Linked DNA regions of Mus musculus: regions 1 and 3 are each linked to region 2. A link is a contact called in public promoter capture Hi-C data. All regions are on one chromosome and are shown on one strand. Each heading gives the region's core, a stretch centred on a gene start, on an enhancer-like site or on the middle of the called end of the contact. The rest is flanking DNA. Distances are from core to core; before and after follow the strand shown. Region 1 holds the start of Ifitm1 (interferon induced transmembrane protein 1). Region 2 holds the start of Caly (calcyon neuron-specific vesicular protein). Region 3 holds the start of B4galnt4 (beta-1,4-N-acetyl-galactosaminyl transferase 4).

The links. Promoter capture Hi-C pulls out the DNA fragments that hold promoters and counts their contacts.
Region 1: a promoter capture Hi-C map of embryonic stem cells shows a contact between it and region 2, with 4 times the contacts expected there. The contact joins the promoter of Ifitm1 here to the promoter of Caly in region 2. A contact is called at or near these places in 8 of 39 promoter capture datasets (cranial neural crest, embryonic stem cells, epiblast stem cells and 5 more), 10 of 115 datasets of contacts at active chromatin or transcription factors (bone marrow-derived macrophages, embryonic hindbrain, embryonic midbrain and 4 more) and 1 of 9 other capture datasets (embryonic stem cells).
Region 3: a promoter capture Hi-C map of embryonic stem cells shows a contact between it and region 2, with 7 times the contacts expected there. The contact joins the promoter of B4galnt4 here to the promoter of Caly in region 2. A contact is called at or near these places in 10 of 39 promoter capture datasets (3T3-L1-derived adipocytes, cranial neural crest, embryonic stem cells and 6 more), 12 of 484 Hi-C or Micro-C datasets (Th2 cells, cerebellum, cerebral cortex and 9 more) and 10 of 115 datasets of contacts at active chromatin or transcription factors (embryonic basal ganglia, embryonic forebrain, embryonic hindbrain and 6 more).

What each region holds. Positions count from the first base shown.
Region 1 is chr7:140,966,604-140,970,032 of GRCm38.p6, reverse strand. It overlaps Ifitm1 (interferon induced transmembrane protein 1), which reads right to left and starts at 1,957. Exons shown (of 2, transcript NM_001112715.1): 1 at 1,595-1,957; 2 at 206-544. The coding sequence starts at 1,777. The coding sequence ends at 407.
Region 2 is chr7:140,080,315-140,083,857 of GRCm38.p6, reverse strand. It overlaps Caly (calcyon neuron-specific vesicular protein), which reads left to right and starts at 1,310. Exons shown (of 5, transcript NM_001190385.1): 1 at 1,310-1,396.
Region 3 is chr7:141,059,040-141,062,338 of GRCm38.p6, reverse strand. B4galnt4 (beta-1,4-N-acetyl-galactosaminyl transferase 4) reads right to left here and starts at 1,361. Exons shown (of 20, transcript NM_177897.4): 1 at 915-1,361. The coding sequence starts at 1,065. It overlaps Gm39114 (a long non-coding RNA gene), which reads left to right and starts at 1,300. Exons shown (of 2, transcript XR_881000.2): 1 at 1,300-1,541.

The DNA of each region.
Region 1 (3,429 bases), core at 708-3,207, 890 kb before region 2:
GTGGACTGAACACTTCTCGGATCGTTGCTCTGTATCAGTTCTGGGCACCGTGGGGACATGAAGCCAGAAGGAGGCAAAGCTCATACCCGGTCCCCCACCCCCACCCCTCACACAAAGAACTCTGGTTAATTACTGCCCAGTTCAAGTGGCCAGAAACCTGCCCTCAGACTGGGAAGATGCAGGACGAACTCAACACAGGACTAGTCCAGGGGCAGAAAGTCACAGCACGTGCACTTTATTGAGTCCACCATGGACAGATTTGTGAGTGTCACATTTGCATATGTATGGGGCAAATGGTCAGGACTAAGTCTAGGGTTTGGGGCAGCGATAGACAAGGAAACACATAGCAAGCCTGGGAGGCCCCAGAATCTGTTATCTACTGTGAGATGTTGCAAGACATCTCACATCATCTAATGGCACAGACAACGATGACGACGATGGCCGTGAGGATGGTGAAGAACAGGGAGCTGATGTTCAGGCACTTGGCGGTGGAGGCGAAGGCCTGGGCCCCAGTCGTATCACCCACCATCTTCCTGTCCCTAGACTGGAAGAGACCAGATGGTCAGTGGCACTGGAGCTGGCCAATGGAAAGACAAGTACTGACTCAGCTCCCCATCACCTTCCTAGCCCACTGTGCTCCTCTTAATCTTTAGGCCAGGGACCTTCTTCCACTTTACCACACTCACGACTACCCAGAAACACCCAGCACTAGCCTCTTACTCTACTGTTTCCTGTTAGTTCCTAGTGAACTTTCCATCCAGCCAGGAGTGTTAATCTTCAGGGTTAAGGAACCTTCCAGGGGGCTGGAGAGAGGGTTCAGCGGTTAAGAGCACTGACTGCTCTTCCAAGAGGTCCTCTCACACAGGAGATAAGGGATGTCGGTCTCGAGGCTCTAAAGTTAGGGGTTTATATAGGAAAGGAGTGGGGGTAGGGGGAGGATTGGCACAGTTACACACAAATGGGCAATTTAAACATCAGAGAGCTGTATGTGATAGTAACTCTAAAGGGAGGGTGTTTATCTTGGTCGGCAGGACATCTGGCTAAGCCCAAACCATATCAGCAGGTGGCCCATTACTCATCAGAGCTTGTCCTGGAGATTGTCCTTGCGTGCCTTTCTTGTCTCAATGGCTAGTTGGTACCTAGGATGACTTTACAGCCTTTGTTCTTTGCTCTAAGCCCAAAAAGCCCTCCTAACTAGCAAGCCGCAAGAGTCAAGGACCTTGAATAAACTTTCTGGCTAGGGCTTTGAAGTCTTGAATTTAGCTTTCTTTCTTTCAAGTTCAAATCTCAGCAACCACATGGTGGCTCACAACTATCTATGAGATCTGATGCCTTCTTCTGGTGTGTCTGAAGACAGTTACAGTGTACTTATAATAAATAAATAAATCTTTTTTAAAAGGGGGGGGCATTCCAAGAATCAGGAAGTAAGGAGACTTCCTTCAAACTTTAGGCTATGATGGAGATACCTTGACCCACGGATCCCCAGGCACCTCCTGGGATTCCCTCCACACATACACACAAACATACACATACACACACACACACACAACCCAGGTACCACCTGGGTAAGTCAAGGTTGAGGCCCATACAATACCTTCACGGAGTAGGCATAGGCTACGAAGCCCAGGCAGCAGAAGTTCATGAAGAGTGTATTGAACAGGGACCAGACCACATGGTCAGGCGTGGAGATCTCAGGCATGTTGATTGTGGTGGCTGTCGCAGAAGTTGAGATGTGGGGTGACCCCAGTACAACCACCTCTTGCTGCTCCTTAGGCATCTCTCGGCTTTTGAAGCTGCAGAGTGAGAATAAGGAAGGAATGAGAAGGCTTTTCAAACTGGGCAGTCCGGAGCCTGCTGCGCAGTGGGCCGGCCTTTTTCCTCCAGTGGGGTCTGTTTCTCAGAAACCTACTTCCTTATGTTTACAATTTGGTGTGCTTTTTAGGGGCTGCGGAGTTAAGGGCAAATAGTGGTTTCAAGTTACCATTAGGGTGTGGGCAGGGAGAGCCACTCCCACCCCTTTTCAAGCTGTCCTAATCCCCAGAGGCTGGGGTTTGAAGCTGTGAGGCAGCTCACCCCCTCCACTGGGAAGGAGAGGTGACTGCAGTGTTCCCCAGTGCATAGGTTACAGTAAGCAGAAGGGAACAACGCGGTCGCTCCGAGTTTGCTTTGAGGAGGGATGATGTTTTGCACATTCTTTAGCTCCCTTTGTTGTGACTGAGAACAGGAGCACACAACTTGTCATAGACTCTAACATCCACCCTCTGTACAGACAGGGCCGAGAGCTCAGGATTCTACATTTTTAGTTTATTTGCTTTTGCCTTAGTAAGAGACTCATTCTAGAAGCTGAAGCTGAGAGAAAAACAAAGGTCTATAAAACAGAAATTCCCCAGAGATAACTCTACCCCAAATCCTGACCCCCCCGAACTGCTGTGTGTCCTAAGAAGGGGATTTATTAGAATAACTTACAGGTGTGGTCGAGGAGCCCTAAAATGACTGTCTCCTGATGGAAAGGCCTAGGATCCAGGCGTTGTCCACAAGACTAAAGTCAGCTGTGTCAATGTGGTGCTAGAGTCCCAGGGAGATTCTACAGAGGTCCGTTGGGACCCTGAGGAAGTAGGTTCTAATATCTCTGGAACAGGAGAGAGAAACTGAGCAGCAAGAGGGTAAGCAGGCAAAACCATCCTTCTTCCATGACCTTTTATGTGGGGTGCCACCAGAAGGTGTGGCCCACATTTAGGGTGGCTTTTCTGACCTCAAATAATCCAACCAGGAAAAACAAAAAAGCAAAGCAAAGCAAAAACAAAAAAGCGCCCTACTCTCTCAGGTGTGCCCAGGTGTGCCCAGATGCTTGTGTTACAGTTGATTTTAGATGAAGTCAAGTTGCTAAGCAACATTAGCCATCACAGCATATGAATATACTGGCATTATCAAGACTGACCCATGGTCTGAAGTCCTCACTGTGTGCTCCATGCCATCCCTTTGCCCCCTTAACGTACTTAAAAACCAGGAAGCCTCAGAGCTGTGCCTCTCCTTCATCCTCCCAAAACTCCCCGCCTCTTCCCTTTTTCTTCTGTAGAAAAAGCCCCTAATAAAAACCTCGCCTGGGGGGCTGGCGAGATGGCTCAGAGGGTAAGAGCACTGACTGCTCTTCCGAAGGCCCTGAGTTCAAATCCCAGCAACCACATGGTGGCTTACAAACATCTGTAATGAGATCTGATGCCCTCTTCTGGTGTGTCTGAAGACAGCTACAGTGTACTTACATATAATAAGTAAATCTTTAAAACAACAAAACAACAACAAACCCAAAACCTTGTCAGGGAATTTGCTTTGTCTACTTCTAGATCTGAAGCTCCTGGGGTTTGCAGCCATCTGGCTTAAACTTTTCCAAGCCATTAGCGCTTAATTTCACTCACAGTTGGCATTTCAGAG
Region 2 (3,543 bases), core at 61-2,560:
CCAGTCAGGGCTGGAGAGATGGCTCAGCGGTTAAGAGCACTTGACTGTTCTTCTGAAGGTCCTGAGTTCAAATACATGGTGACTCACAACCATCCGTAATAAGATCTGATGCCCTCTTCTGGTGTGTCTGAAGACAGCTACAGTTTACTTTTGTATAATAATAAATAAATCTTTAGGCTGGATTGAGTGGGCTCCACCAGAGTGAGCAGAGGTCCTGAATTCAAATTCCCAGCAACCACATGATGGCTCACAACCATCAGTACAGCTACAGTGTACTCATATACATAAAATAAATAAATAAATCTTTTTTAAGGCGGATTCCAGTCAACAGCAAGACAGAACTGTGAACAGAGAGTACTGCTGCCTCGAGCGGAAGACCAGGAGAAGCACGGCCACTAGAGATGCCCTGTGTGAAGCGAGGCATACTATCAACTAAACATCTGTCCAGTGCCTTCTGCATATTACCATTATTCAGGCACCAGTGACCAAGCAAGACAAGGCCAGTCCTAGGAAAGCTTCCAGCCCAGAAATTCAGACATGGAAAGGCGTCTAGAGGAGCGCCCTCTAGGTCAGAGGCCAACCACAGCTGTCCTGACCCCAGCTTCTATTGTGAGATCTCAGGGGAAGGAACAGGCTCTCCCTTAACCCCTGGAATCCCAGCTGGAGGAGCAGCCAGGGCTCCTCTGGTCTCCTGGTTGCCCCCCTGCAGTGAAGTGACATGAGATGTGAGAACTGGTGTGATGTATGCCTTTGCATGCTGTGTGTGTCAGGGGTGTAAATTGTGTATGAAGTGTGTCTTAGCAATATGTAGCCGGGCAGTGGTGGCGCACGTCTTTAATCCCAGCACTTGGGAGGCAGAGGCGGTGGATTTCTGAGTTTGAGGCCTGGTCTACAGAATGAGTTCCAGGACAGCCAGGGCTACACAGAGAAACCCTGTCTTGAAAAACAAAAAACAAACAAATAAACAAAAATCAACAACAAAAAAAAAGAAAGAAAGAAAGAAAGAAAGAAAGGAAGGAAGGAAGGAAGGAAGGAAGGAAGAAAGAAAGAAAGGAAGGAAGGAAGAAAGAAAGAAAGAAAGCAAGCAATATGTGCGTATGGGAGGGTGAAGTGTGTATCAAGTATGTGAAATGTATTTCGTGGGTGTGTGAAGTGCTTGTGTCAGGTGTGTGAGTGTGATAAGAGACAGTGCAGAGATCTGCCGTGGGAGGGGGTGTGAGGCCACCTGAGCCACAGTGGTCCCTCCTCCAGCCTGCATCTCCATGGCAACCACAGCCTCGCTCTCAGGCTTCAGCCCCTAGCCCGCCCCGCCTGGTGGTGAAGCGCCTGGAACTGCATCCTCCGCATCTACACTGCATCCCTGTCCTCCCGCGACTGCGTCCTGCAGCAACTGCCTGTGAGCCATTTCCACGTTTCTCCTTTTGGAATGGGGACGAGGGGGCCAGCATGTGTGCGTGGGTGTGCAAGGGTGCAGGGATGTGAGAGGTGCGAGGAAGGGGGCGGGTGCAAGAGTGTGTGACTGTGCGTCTGTGGGATGTACGTGCAAAGATATGGGTGTAGGGGTTGAGAGTCTATGTGGGAGTGATTTGACTGATCCGATGTCTGCCAGAGCGGTGGAGCACAGCCATCTCCTTCCTGTGGTCTCCACTAGAAGTCAGGTTGGCCCCGCTGGCTCCGGTGGAGGGTGGTCATTAGACCTCTCGGGACAGTTGGGGGCAGCAGCTCTGCTGGCTTGAGGTGGATGGAAAGGTCCCTAGACCTCAAGGTATGTCGAGAAACCCCTACAGGCCAGTGGCAGCCTGGACATTAGGAAGAATTATGGCTGCTCAGCCTGCACAAACCCCATATGAAGCTGCAAATCCTTATCCTGGGCATAGTAGGGTAGCAGGGGCGGCGGGACAGCTGGACCTCATCTCGCCCAGTTCATGGTGACTGCAGACCCCCTCCTTGTGGGCTGGCTCCACCTCTGCAGGTCTGGGAGAGCCAGTGGGAGCTGTGCATCTCCAAGGTGGCCCAGGGGCAAAACCGTCAGCTCCTGTTCGGGTCTGACTGCTGGGTGCTGGGTGTTAAAAAAGGAAACAGCTCGATGGAGAGAAAGGGATTAGCAGAAGGGGTGTTGCCCAGAACATTGAGCGTTAGGGCCTGATGGGGGTCGCTGAGTGAAGGTTAAAGGATGGTAGGAGGTATGATAGCCATTTGTCTCAAACCACCTGCCGCGGGGCTTGGCTCTAGATGCTGGGCCACAGGTGGCTGGTGAGTGTCGGGAGCCACAAGCAGCTGTGCCCCTCCTCTCTGTCCCTCTTTGCTTGGGCCCCACAGAACAACAGCCGTTCAAACTGGAGGCAAACATCTATGACCTAAAAGGCTTGGGTGCAAGCAGACCAGGGTGGGCACTGCGGCAGCGTCGTAAGAGGAGAGCACGAGCCCCCACCAATGTGCACTTCTGTGTGACGCAGCATGAAAGGGTCCGTGTGAACGTGAGTCTGTGACCTCTAACCCAGCTTTTATGGGTTTTCAAATAAAAATTCGCATCCTCCAATATTTGTCCGTCAGCGTCTTGTTGGTGCATAGACCGTGATCAGAGATACCCGCCCCACCACCCCCGGAGAGCGCTGAAAATGAAAAACAAACTCTCGGGAGACCAAATGACAGAGTGGGATAGAGGGGAGGACCCGTGGATGATGTTAGGAAGTCTTCCCAATTCTAAACCTTTATGACCCCTATCATCTTCCCAGCGGGAACCCCAAAATCCTAGATGGAATCTTCTGGTGTGCTGAGAGAAGGTGAGAGTTGTCCACTCTTGGGATGCGATGTTCTGCCTGACGACGGAGGGCTAGAAATTTGACAGGGAGCGAAAGGCCTGCCTTTGTTGCCATGGGAACCCGAGATGACGTAAACTAGCCCTGGCCGCTGCATCACCCAGGCAACCATAGGCGGAGCTCTTGGGGAGGCAGAGGTCTTTTGTCGTAGAGGCTTGAATGCTTGGGACGACATCGTCTATCCGTTCCGATTTCTTTCCTGGTTCTTTTACCTCCTTGTATTACCTGGCCGGCCGTTTATATTCCTTATAATTTCTGATCCATCTCTATCACAATGCCCAGCGGATGGGCCCTAAGCCGTCCGGTTCCCCTTGGGCTCAGGGCCAACCTTGAGCCAGCTGCCTCACTAGGACCGGATCCACCCCATAAGGAAATTCTTTATTGACACTCCATTAAGGCTGGGCCAGGCACTAGGTCACCTATGCCACGCGTCAAAGGGACCGGGTTCTAAAGGGCCTGCCAGAGATAGGGAGGGTGTGCATGAAGATACTGCTTCCTTCCCTCCTCTTATAGCCACCGCTCCCTCATCCCCTACCCAGCCTTCCTTCTCTACTTTCTTGTCCTGAGAAGTTCTGCACCCAGCTGCCCCTGACGCTGTGTTCCTCAGGCTCTGTCACGTGTAGGTCTGGAGGGCTCCTGGCTTTCTGAGGGAGTCTGTCCAAAATAACCACAACTTTTACCATCCTGGAGGCAAGAAGTCCAAAACCAGATTTCCCCAGAGCTG
Region 3 (3,299 bases), core at 112-2,611, 980 kb before region 2:
GGATCTGTCTCAGATCCTTGGCCCAGGATCTGCTGGAAGATGTCTGGAAACAGTTGTCCAGGCATAAGAAGAGGCAGAGGGCCTCTGCAGGCAGGAGACAGGTGCAGGGCTGAAAAGGGAGTTCTGGATCCATCAGGTGGACTGGACCAGAACATAGTGAGCCAGTGTCACTGCTCTGAGACTTTGAGAGGAGAGATACTTGCTCCCCTCCTCAGCTCACCAGCTTCCCTCACAAAGATGGGGCTGAGCTCTACGTGGCTTGGTTAGGCTTCTCCAGGCTCATTCCCTGGTCTTTCTCTACCTAGCTGTCATTGATGTTCACCCTGCTCTGGAGAGTTTTCCCCCAAGGTGTGGGTCCAATGGCCACCAACTCCAGAGGTTCTCCCCGGATTCTTACCCACAGGCCTAAGTTGCTTTGTACATCCTCTGACCACTCTTAAACGTGCAAACTACAGCAAGCATTTACTCAAGTTAGCATTGGTCCCTAGCACACAGACATCTCAGTTCACTCACAGGTGTACCCAGGGTTTCCAGCTGCTCTGGCCACTCTAGGCAGCTGGATCCCTCAACACCACCCTTACCTCCCCACCTTCCAGAAGATGAGGAAACCGAGGCCCTGCTAAGTAGGCAATGGCCTGACAAGCCTCTTAGCTGAGGGCACCGGTTCCCCCAAGGGCCCACCGTTAACTCCATCACCACCGGATCTAAGCCAGATTCCAGGGTCGGAAAAGGTAGGGATGAGCCCCGAGGGTCCCTGGCGTTACTGCTGACGTCACTGGGCGTCCCGCCGAACAGAACCGCGACCCCTCCCCCAATATAGCTGAGCTGGGAGGAGCAGGACAGCAGGGGCTCTGGGCAGTCAGACCCCCAGGCCTTGGGAGGTCCGGGCCCTCTCGCTACGCGCCATCGCGTACCTCGCCCGTAGCCCAGCCGCTGGCGTAGCGCGCGGCCCGGGCGCACCAGGCTCCGGTGCACATACGTGAGCCACGCGGCGCAGGTGAGCAGCAGCAACAGCAGCAGCAGCTTCATCTGCTTGCGGACCTTCTTCACCGGGAACCACGGCATCGCGGCGCCACAATCAGGGGCGTCGCTGCGGCCCCCCGGCCCCGCCTGCCCCGCCCCACATCCCCCGGCCCACCCTGCTGCGCTTAGCGCCTGCAGCACCGCATGGTCCTTTGTCCGCTGCGGGGACTACGGGATTCGGCCACTACTCCCGGGCTGCTCAGGCCGCGGTCGGGGTGGGCGGCGGGAGCGGCTCCTTGAGGCGCTCCCCCGCCCGCCCCTCCCGGCTGCTCACGCTCCTCTGGACGCCGCGGGACCGAGCAGCATCCACGCTGCGGTGCTACCCAGCGTGAAACGGGACCGATGGTCGCGGTGCCCGAGCCAATCGGCCGCGGCCAGCCCGCGTACAACCAATCCGTGATGCTCGGAGGCGGGGTGGCGCGTTAGGGTGTGCCAATGATCCACACGACGCGCGCATTCACCTGGTGTTCGCCGGCCGCGCGCCCGGGGATGCGGGGGTTGTGGGGACCGAATCTGCGGTGAGGGACACCAGGGACGTCGGGGAGAGGGATGTAAGAGGTCGTTGTTACTGTGGAGGCCATGGCAGGGACGAGGGGTGCTGCGGGAATCCGGCTGCGTGTCTGGGAAAACGCTGGGAATAATGAGCACGCAGAGAAGGAGCTCAGCCTTCCTCTCAGTCGGACTAAAACGAGGCTGGGATGTTCTCGGCTAGCTGTAAGGAAGGACAGGTGGGTGGAGGGTGGTTCTATCCAGATAGCTTCAGTTGTGCACTCCATTCGCTTTCTAGCTGGTGCATCCCAGCCCTCCTGACTACCACCTCTCTCCCACCTTACCACCAGCCGCTTCTCTTTGAGGTTCCAGCCTAATGACCAGGGTACTTCAGTTGGTGTAGCAGAAGCTGCTGTGAGCCTGCAGAGCTCGTGGGTTAGGAATGGGGACTGGACATTTAAATAGTCTCCCTTCCTCCGTGATGCCATGGCCTTAAGTAGAAAGAAGCCATTGGAAGGAGATGGAATCTCTTAGAGACCTTCGCACCCTGGGTGGGTGTGCCCCAGTGGAGATGACTGGGCAACTTCCAGTGTCTGTTCTAAGGGGTGGCCTCCAGCTCAGTAGGCAAGGGAGCCTTCCCATACCACATGCACCACTGTGCTGTTTGCAAGGTGGCTTTGCTGGTTTTGTTTAGTTTGTGTTGTTTTGAGACAGTGTCTCACTGTGTAGCCTTAGTTGGCCTGGAGCTCTTAGACCGCTGCTTGCCTCTGCCTCCTGAGTGCTGGGATTCAAGGCATGTGTCACCACACCTGGCTTGCCTTTGTTTTTAACATTACCCCACCATCACTATGTATCCTTGGGACATAAAATCAAATTGGCCACATTTCTTTCTTTAAAAAAAAAACTTTTTAATTGTTTCTGTCGGGTTTTTTTGTTTTGTTTTGTTTTGTTTTAACTTTCTTCCAGGCATCAGCTGCTGTTCTCATCAGCTGGTTTCCTGTCCTGACTTTGTTTCTGATGCCTGCACTTGTTTATATCCTGAACATTGTCTCAGCACACACCAGCTTGTTGTAGCTACTTTTTCATCTTCCTAGTCATCCAGCTAAAAGACATCTTTACAACAGGAAGACTTGAGGGAGCAATAGAGAAGAACAAGAAGAAGAAAAGAGAGGGTCTCTGCTGTCTTATGTTTACTGGACAGAGGCAGAAAACAAATAATGTTTGTTGTTGTTCTGATTTGTTTTTGTTTTGTTTTGTTTTGGTTTGGTTTTGGTTTTTGAGGCAGGGTTTCTCTGTGTAGCCCTGGCGGTCCTGGAACTCACTCTGTAGACCAGGCTGGCCTTGAACTCAGAAATCCACCTGCCTCTGCCTCCCAAGTGCTGGGATTAAAGGCATGAGCCACCACTGCCCGACAAATAGCATTTTTTGTTTTGTTTTGTTTTGTTTTGTTTTGTTTTGTTTTGTTTAAGAAAGCAAATGTTGGGAAGCAAGCAAAGCGTTTGGGCAGAGAAGTGCACTAGCAGGGAAGAGTTCAGGGCCCTGTAGGCGACCCAAGCCCAAGACTCTCCTCTCTTCATCTAGAGTCGGTAAAGCAAGTAGGGTAAGGCAGAACAACTGAGGAGTCAGCAAACCGTGATCAGCTAGACAGCGGTTCCCCTTGCTAACACATCTGGCCGAGACCACATCTCACCCCAACCACAGAAGGAAATGTTTCAGTCTAACCAAGCAGACAGCACGACAACAGGATCTATTGATGAACGTATGCACTTCAAACAAACAAAAACCCA